Regions from separate parts of the Pan troglodytes genome. Here region 1 is linked to region 2. The links are chromatin contacts, called in public Hi-C maps. All regions are on one chromosome and are shown on one strand. Each heading gives the region's core, a stretch centred on a gene start, on an enhancer-like site or on the middle of the called end of the contact. The rest is flanking DNA. Distances are from core to core; before and after follow the strand shown.

Region 1 (3,856 bases), core at 9-2,508, 430 kb after region 2:
GAGTCCTTTTTATACACATTTCATAATAGTTTGTGCCCCTAAACGTAAGCTCTGAGCCAATAACATTCAGGTCCTGTTAACACATTTATACAGGTTTCTAATCAATAAGTGGTTATTAATTTGAAGTAGATTTTAGTGACTAGATCTTCAAACCTATCTGCCTCCCACAAGCTTCCAACTCGGATATATATGTCATAGAACAAACGGGAATTCAGTATGAAAGATTAAAATGAACTTAATTCAATGTCTAAGATATTACCTTTATTATGAATTATCCCTTTCAAGATGTTTATTCATACCAACATCTGTAATAATAGTCGTGAGCAGAAATGATGCAAGCAATATATTTTTCTCATGGACAGCCATATTTCAGGTCAGTCCTAAAATAAACTTACTATCAAAATTTTTAGCTAAATATTATCTTTACTGGGGGATGAGGTAGGGTTATCATATAAAATACAAATGGCCACAAATTTGAATTTCAGATACATAATAAATGTTTTTTAGTGTAGATATGCTCTAAATATGGCATGGGACATACTTATACTAAAATATCTATTAGTTGTTTATCTGAAATTCAAATTTAACTGGAGGAATACTTATTTTATCATGATTATTTCTGTCCTAATCGGCAACCTAGGCGTGAGAGGAAACCGTCGTTTGAAGAAGGTGTCTGCTGAAGTCTCAAATAGAAAAGCAGAGGGACACACTTGTTAAGGCAGCTCTGGTAAGGTTTCCTCTATCTTTCCCCAGTTTACCAAACGAAGTGGAAGTCATTGACTAGGGCCAAAAAAAAAAAAAAAAAAAAAAAAATCTCCTCACCACTGTCCCAGCTCATTTATGAAGACATTTTCTTTTCGCCTGGAACTGAAAAAATAAATCAAAGCCGCTTGGAGCCTGATTTATTAGTTTTCACCGAGTGTCATGCAGCCACTAGATGGCAGTAGCAGCCCATCATACCCCGCCCCCTCCCTGGCGTCCTGGAGCCAATTTTCTGTACCTTGTCCTCTTTCTCTTCGCAGGTTTCAGCTTGTCACTTTTCTTCTCCCTCTTTGTTTTCTATTTTTACTTTTATTCAAATGCCAGAAAAACCAGCTGGTTGAAGAAGTCATGCGGTGCTCCACACGTTTGTCACAGGGGGTGCTGTGACTGAAAAGCCTAACTGATTTTCTAGGCCGCCGGAGCTGGATATCAGGCACCAGGGCACAAGGACACTTGCACTGGAAGCTGTGGCTGGGTAGATAAGGACAAAGAGTGTGATCATGCTTTGCTAAGTCCAGGACACAAGTCTGATTCTCCTGCATGTGAGAATCTCTCTCAGCTGCAGCTAGGTGCTAATCCGTGAACAAGCAGCTCATGGGGGACTTCCCAAAGGTTGTGGAGTTGGAATTTTGGTGTTCCTTTTCAAGACATGAATTTTGTTTTCAGGAAAAAAAAAAAAAAAAAAAAAACAAGAAAACGAAAAACCACATTGAGTTACAAAGCTATTCACATGGAGGTATCAGGAATTGATCTTCAGTTTCTAAAGTCCTCCTTAGAGATTTTTAAAGTTGGTAAGTGAGAGAAGAACTTTACATTTTGTTAAAATCTATTTTATTAAAAAGAGGATCTCTTAAATTCTTACTCCGAAAAAGTAGAGGAATGGAGAATACTGTGAAGTAAACGGGTTAAATGAATTCAAATCTTGCTCTCACCAAGGGCATGGCATCCATACGGCGAAGGCAGTCCCACCCTTCCCTCGCTGTTCCCTTTCCCTTCTGCCCGCCCCAGCCACTGCAGTTGTGCAGAAGACCTTGCTATCGATATTGACTGGTACCCTTGTTCCAGAATTCACACTTTAGCTTTTTTTCCAGGAATATAACCTCTCGTATTTAAACATTTCAAAGCAGATTATAAGCTAGGTTTGGATTCTGTTTGCACCTCTTCATTGTTCTTCATTGTCAACCTAAAACTGCATTATTATATATTTTTTAGTTGGGTATTTCCCTCGTCTTTCTTCTCTCATTTAGCAGAAAAAAATCAAGTTTAATACTTCTCTAATATGTTAGATATAGATTTCCTGATTTATTTTTTGAGCTTGGGAACAGTAACTTCTGCCAAGGGATTCTTCTCGAAGCAGAATGGGCTTTTTATCTCTGCCACCACTGACAACCAGTTAGTTGCTTAGCAATGATTGGGATTGAATAAGAGGGGGCACTGTGGTGCATACTCTTGGAACTCACTGTGGTGGCCTCAGCCTCCTATTCACTGTAGATTTGTCTTCAACTCTTTCTGGAAAAGGGTTGGGTGCGGGATGGTTCAAGGAAGTCTTATTATGATAAGAATCGTCAATCCACTGGGTGGCTCCTGGATCTAGGAACATGTCAGCTCCCTGGTTCTTCTTGCCTTGGAACATTTTTAAAAAGGAATTTCATATGTTAAATTCTACTTTGTAATTTTCTGTAAATTATTTACTTTATCCTGCACTGGTAATTCATAAGCAAATAGTTTTCCTTGAAGGAGACAAATAAACACAAATTACATTTCAATAATATTTTCCATTGATTAATGTATAATTTGGAATGATCATTCATTCATGCATTTGTAATTCATTTGTTCATTCATTTATACATATTTTATTTATTTATTTCACAAATATTTGTCTTCTATATTCTAGGCACTATGCTAAAGGCTGGGGAAACAAAACAAAAGCAAAACAGAAAAATGGATATTGCCCCAAGCTTCATATGATTTATAGTACATTTGATGATTTGTCTTAATGAAAGCTATATATGAACTTAGGGATTTTAAAATTAGGGGCAGTGTAATGTTGTTTTCCTGTCCCTCTGGAATGGGGAAACTAACATTTAATGAAGGTCTCCTATTAATTCATACACGATCTCATTTCTCACTTTTCACTCACGTATGTCATGAATGCGTAGATAGACACATGTTTACCACTTGCAAACAACTATTTATAAACTTTACTTGGTAGAAGAAAATGTCAACCTATCTCCTAATCATACACTTTCTCCATACACTTATTCAACATCAGTTACTGGAAGATTATTCAGTGCCAGATGTGTTGTAGATATGGTGGGCAGAATGGCAGATGGACAATGTCCCCGCTCTCGTGGAGATTATATTTGTGAGTTTATAACAATTACAGATTAGAACTATGGATTTTACTACTTTAGCATTAATCGCTAGGGAAAAAGACATATCCTTTCTTCTGTGAACAAAGAATTCTTATATCTATATTCTATAAGTTATTGAGAGCTACTCCACAGAGCCAAGAGAATCAGTGTGGAGAGTAATTGGAGACAGCAAGCTCTGCCTACATACAAGTTTCCAAGGGAAGTACAGACTCAGGGTCTTACATCCAAGACAAAATCTTCCCCACTCCTCTACCTCATTTTATACTAAGCATAATATCAAAACAGAAAACAGAATTTACATAAATAAATAGATATTTGTCTACTCCCTTCTCCAAGTGTTGAAAAATATTTGGTATAATGTTTTGAGTGAAGAATAATAATCATTTTGACATTCTATGTATTTAGTGGACTATCAGATAATCTATATTCTCATTTGCTTCTATTGAGACTCTTATTTATCTATTATCAATCTGTCTATGTGTCTGTTATCTCTCTGTCTATCTATCTATCTATCTATCTATCTATCTAATCTATCTATCTATGTATCTATCTATCATCTATCTATCTAAATTTGGAAGGTGATTACCTAAGACTATTAAAAATCTTCTGGGATCCAGAGACACAATCAAGCATCAAATACTGTACATTGCTTAGCTACACAGGGTGACAAGAAGTTCCCACAAGGAGGCTGGCATAAGCCTTCCTTTCAAAATTCAACT
Region 2 (3,995 bases), core at 268-2,767:
AGAATTGAAAGAATGAACTAATAGACATAATTTAATTCTTTTAAATAGTGGCCATTTGGGTAGAGCATTTTGGGTGGTGTAGGAACGGAGTGGGCATGCTTCAACACTCTACTATAAAGGAAGAATGTGGAGCCTGGTTAAAAGCACTCTAACCACATTTCTTCTGGAATATACCCTGGGTCTGTGATCTTCCTGTAGTGGTCAGGGAAGTCTTACTAGTTCCTGATCCTGGCGCAGCGAGGAAGGAAGGAGCTTGAGAGTAAATGTGTGGTTGGCTCACTATTTTATTACTGGACTTAAGTCAGTTGTGTTAAAGGGCAGTAATATGACAAAAAGAGGCCCTTTGTCTCTTTTTCCGCAGGAACTTGGCAAAGGAACATAATGTATATGTAAAGTCTAAAGTAATGCCATTTAATAGAACTTTCTGTGATAATGGAAATGTTTTATATCTATACATCTGTTATAGAAGCCGTTACTCATATATGCCTTTTGGGCAATTCAAATGTAGTAAATGCAAATTAGGAGCTGAATTTTTTATTTTGCTTAATTTCAATGAATATTGAAATTTAAATTTCAGCTAATTTATATTTAAATTTAAATAGCCATACATGGGTAGTGACTACTGTATTAGACTGTATTAGGTAGGTCTAGAGGATATGAGTTTTGTTGAGATGAAGATGGCAGAGCACATAGAATGTTTTGTTCTGAAGTTGCCCTGCATTACAAAGCATCTGAGTTATGAATTTGACATGCTTTTATTTATAGTGATGCTCCCTTTCCAACAAGAATGTTAAAATAAAATCTTTCTGGATAAGAAGTAAGATGTGGATTTCTTTTGAAAAGAAAATGTAAGGGACTTGCTTCTAAGCCTAGCTTCTTCTCATTCTTGGAGTGTGCTATCATCTTCTAATTCAATACAGTGGCTTTCACTTCCCATCAGATAAAAAGAGATGCCTCAAACCAATTCCAAAAGCTACTCTCAGAAAAGCATTGGTTGAGTTTTCATCCTGACTCCTAGGATAACAAATAGTAAGTCTTCAAACAAAGCAGTAGCTATGCGAATTCTAGAATTTTGATATGTATTGTTAATGTTGGTATCGTACCACTTGATGCTCTTATGACATGTTTCATGACATCAAGTACTGCACAAAATTAAATTCACATTCTAACACTTGTTTAAGTTTAGTTGGTTAGGATAGTGCTGGCTTCTTAACATTTTTAATGTATTTAGTACATGAAAAGTACATAACATTCTCCTTTGTGTACATAGTACACATATAAAATTCAAGCCTGTGTTTGCACAGCATATGAGGGTAAATGGATAAGCCAGGACATGGCTACAGGAGGCTGGCCCGATGGCTTTAAAGGATCTGGGCTCTGCCTAGCTCTGCTGAAGGCTGTGGAAATTGTTAATTCTGCCCAACTGTAACCCATTTGTCACACTGTAGTTGGTAAACTCTGTTGACTTGGTGCTCATGTGTTGAGATAATGCTTCCTAAAGTTTAATGTGCATATGAATCAGCTGGGCATTCTGTTAAAAGGCAAATTCTGACTCAGCAGCCCTGTGACTGGGCCTGAGATCCTGCATTGCTAACAAGTTCTCAAGTGATTCTAATGCTGCTGGACTTCACTGTGAGTAGCAACGTGCTAGGGCATAAATTTGATTTCATTTTGATTAGTTTTACACTGAAACATCTTCCTCCATCACTACAAAACTTATTCTTCAGTCCTGATGACTATGATGTTGTGGTATCAGTCCAGGTAAAAGTGAATAAAAAATTTGATTTAAACTTGTTTCTGGGATTAGAAAAATATAGCTCAATATACACTAAGAGGAAGTTGGTAGCTATGTATTTACATTTCTCTTTTTGAGGTAATCTTTAGCAGTAGAGGAGTTGCTCCATACCTACTGTGATCTCACACAATTTATATAGGGACATATACGTCTTCTAGGCTTTCATATTCCTTTACATCTCTCAAAACTTGTGAATTTTCTAAAATGCTTCCTTGAATTTGATGCCCTCGGGAGAAAGGTCTGTATCCTCATAACCACACTTGGGACAAATTAGCCCAAGCTTCTGGATTATCAAACTTTTCTTCAGTTCTCAGCATGCTCTTGTAAAATTATGACCTCAAGCTTTAACTTTTTGGTCTATTGCTTATACAGTAAAGCAAGCAAACAAATAAAATCAAGTGCCACGCACATGCACAGATAAATATAAACATATGAATCAGCACACACTTGGGGAAATTTAAACGAATATTAGTGGGAAAGAAATATAAACAAATATTATGATTATTAATACAAATTAGTAACCAATTAGGTATAAATATGCACTCTCCAATGTCTTCTTAATTTCAGATTAAGGTGACCTCCAATCAATAGCCAGCAAAAAGCCAGGGCCCTACGTATTATACCTACAAGGAAAAAATTTCTATCAACAACTTCAATGAATTTGGGTGCAGATTTTTAAACATAAATTTTAGGTAATTCCCACAAGGACCTCTTTTTGCTGTCTTACTTTTTTTCTCCTCTTATCCCTTTCTTATATGAAATAAGATGGTTACTTTGGTAATTGATGAATAATTTATTACAAAATTTGTTTTAGCAGCTAAAATAATGGTGCATGTAAATATTGGTATCTACATTGATAAAAGCTTCTTAGAGTTGACATTGGGATGTGCTAGATTTGAAGTAGGAGACACTAGATTTTTATCATTCTCTGACAATTTTCTCAGATAATACAAAACCAATTAATGCAACCCTGATTAGTTTTTGACAGAGGTTTTCTTTGAAAGATAACACAGCTTAAATTCATAGAGCTTCTTCCCTTAAGGAATTTAGATTGCTCATTCTTTTCTTACCAATAATTTAGTTTCATTTTAATTTCTTAAAACCTATTTCTTTACTTGCCCTGCCTAGCCCAGTTTACAGTGGTGCCCCACCTGAGACTCTGGGGTGGGCCAGCGTGTGTTTTAACCAGCCTCGCCAACCATCCTCGTGTTTGAGCAACATGGGTTTACACCACCACTCCACACTGGGCTGCCTCAGCAGAAACCTGGAGAAAATTCTTCTAAGTCCTTTCTTTTACCTCCTGTATTAAATTCATTTGCTCAAGCCTCAGACATAGCTCTCAAAAATCCTTTTTTTCCCTCTCTGTTTCGATATCCACTGTGTTAGGTCAAGTCCTTATAATTTTTCTCCTGGTCCATGGCAGAGGCCTCTATCAGGTATCTCTGCTTCCTTTGTCACCTCCCCCACTCCAGTCCATTCTCCATACTGTGATTAGAGTAACCCTTTAAAACACACTTAGGTTTATTATACCATTCCTGGCAAGATCCCTTATGTGAAACTGAGTTCTGTGTGAAAGAGTCCATGGTTGTGGGCATAGCCAGTAGACATGTTCTCCACTGACTCCTCCTAACCTTGGGGGGTCTTACTTTGATATCCTATCTTTCCTTTCCTTCACTTGTATCCCAGGCTGTAATTACTCTGAGCCACTTTAGATTTCTCAAATGTGATCTATTCTCTTAATTTTTTTCAGGCATTTCTTATGCTGCTCTCTCTACTTGACTTTCTTTCTGTACTTGGCATTCTCCTATTGACTCCTCAAGATCCATTTCACAAGTCACTTTATTTCTGGAACATTATATTACTCTTGTTCATCTTTCTCAGCATAATTAATTACTTCTTCTCTGTATTCCCAAAGGCCTATGTACGTAGTTCTTTTATAGGACTTACCACTAAATAAAATTTATGAATGCATGTGTGTTTTCCCTAAGGATTTAAAACCTCTGAAGGCAAGGATCAGTTTTATTCATCTTTGTATCTCATGCTCCTGGCACTTAGTAAAATGCTCTGTAGTTGAGTGTTGAATTGGGTGTGCCAAGCCTTGTTTTTTTCATTAATATATAAGGCAGAACATGTCATCTTTGTTTTATAGGAGAAGGGAGAGCTCTTACTCCACAGCCGTAAGCAGGTCAGTCAATGACCT

The links. A called contact is a pair of places that touch in the nucleus more often than the background predicts.
Region 1: a contact with region 2 is called in a Hi-C map of induced pluripotent stem cells, with 2.0 times the contacts expected there. The contact joins two enhancer-like sites. A contact is called at or near these places in 2 of 7 Hi-C or Micro-C datasets (induced pluripotent stem cells and stem cell-derived neural progenitor cells).

Annotation. Positions count from the first base shown.
Region 1 is chr2:105,988,658-105,992,513 of NHGRI_mPanTro3-v2.0_pri, forward strand. All of the region lies in intron 8 of LOC107970711 (a long non-coding RNA gene), which reads right to left. Among named protein-coding and RNA genes, the nearest start is that of ZPLD1, 240 kb to the left of the region's middle. Within about 2 kb of position 1,259, at least 6 of the 24 cell types and tissues checked have an H3K27ac peak or open chromatin away from gene starts, as enhancers often do. A contact at or near this core is called in induced pluripotent stem cells, where this site is marked.
Region 2 is chr2:105,555,109-105,559,103 of NHGRI_mPanTro3-v2.0_pri, forward strand. No RefSeq gene overlaps it. Among named protein-coding and RNA genes, the nearest start is that of ZPLD1, 200 kb to the right of the region's middle. Within about 2 kb of position 1,518, at least 1 of the 24 cell types and tissues checked has an H3K27ac peak or open chromatin away from gene starts, as enhancers often do. A contact at or near this core is called in induced pluripotent stem cells, where this site is marked.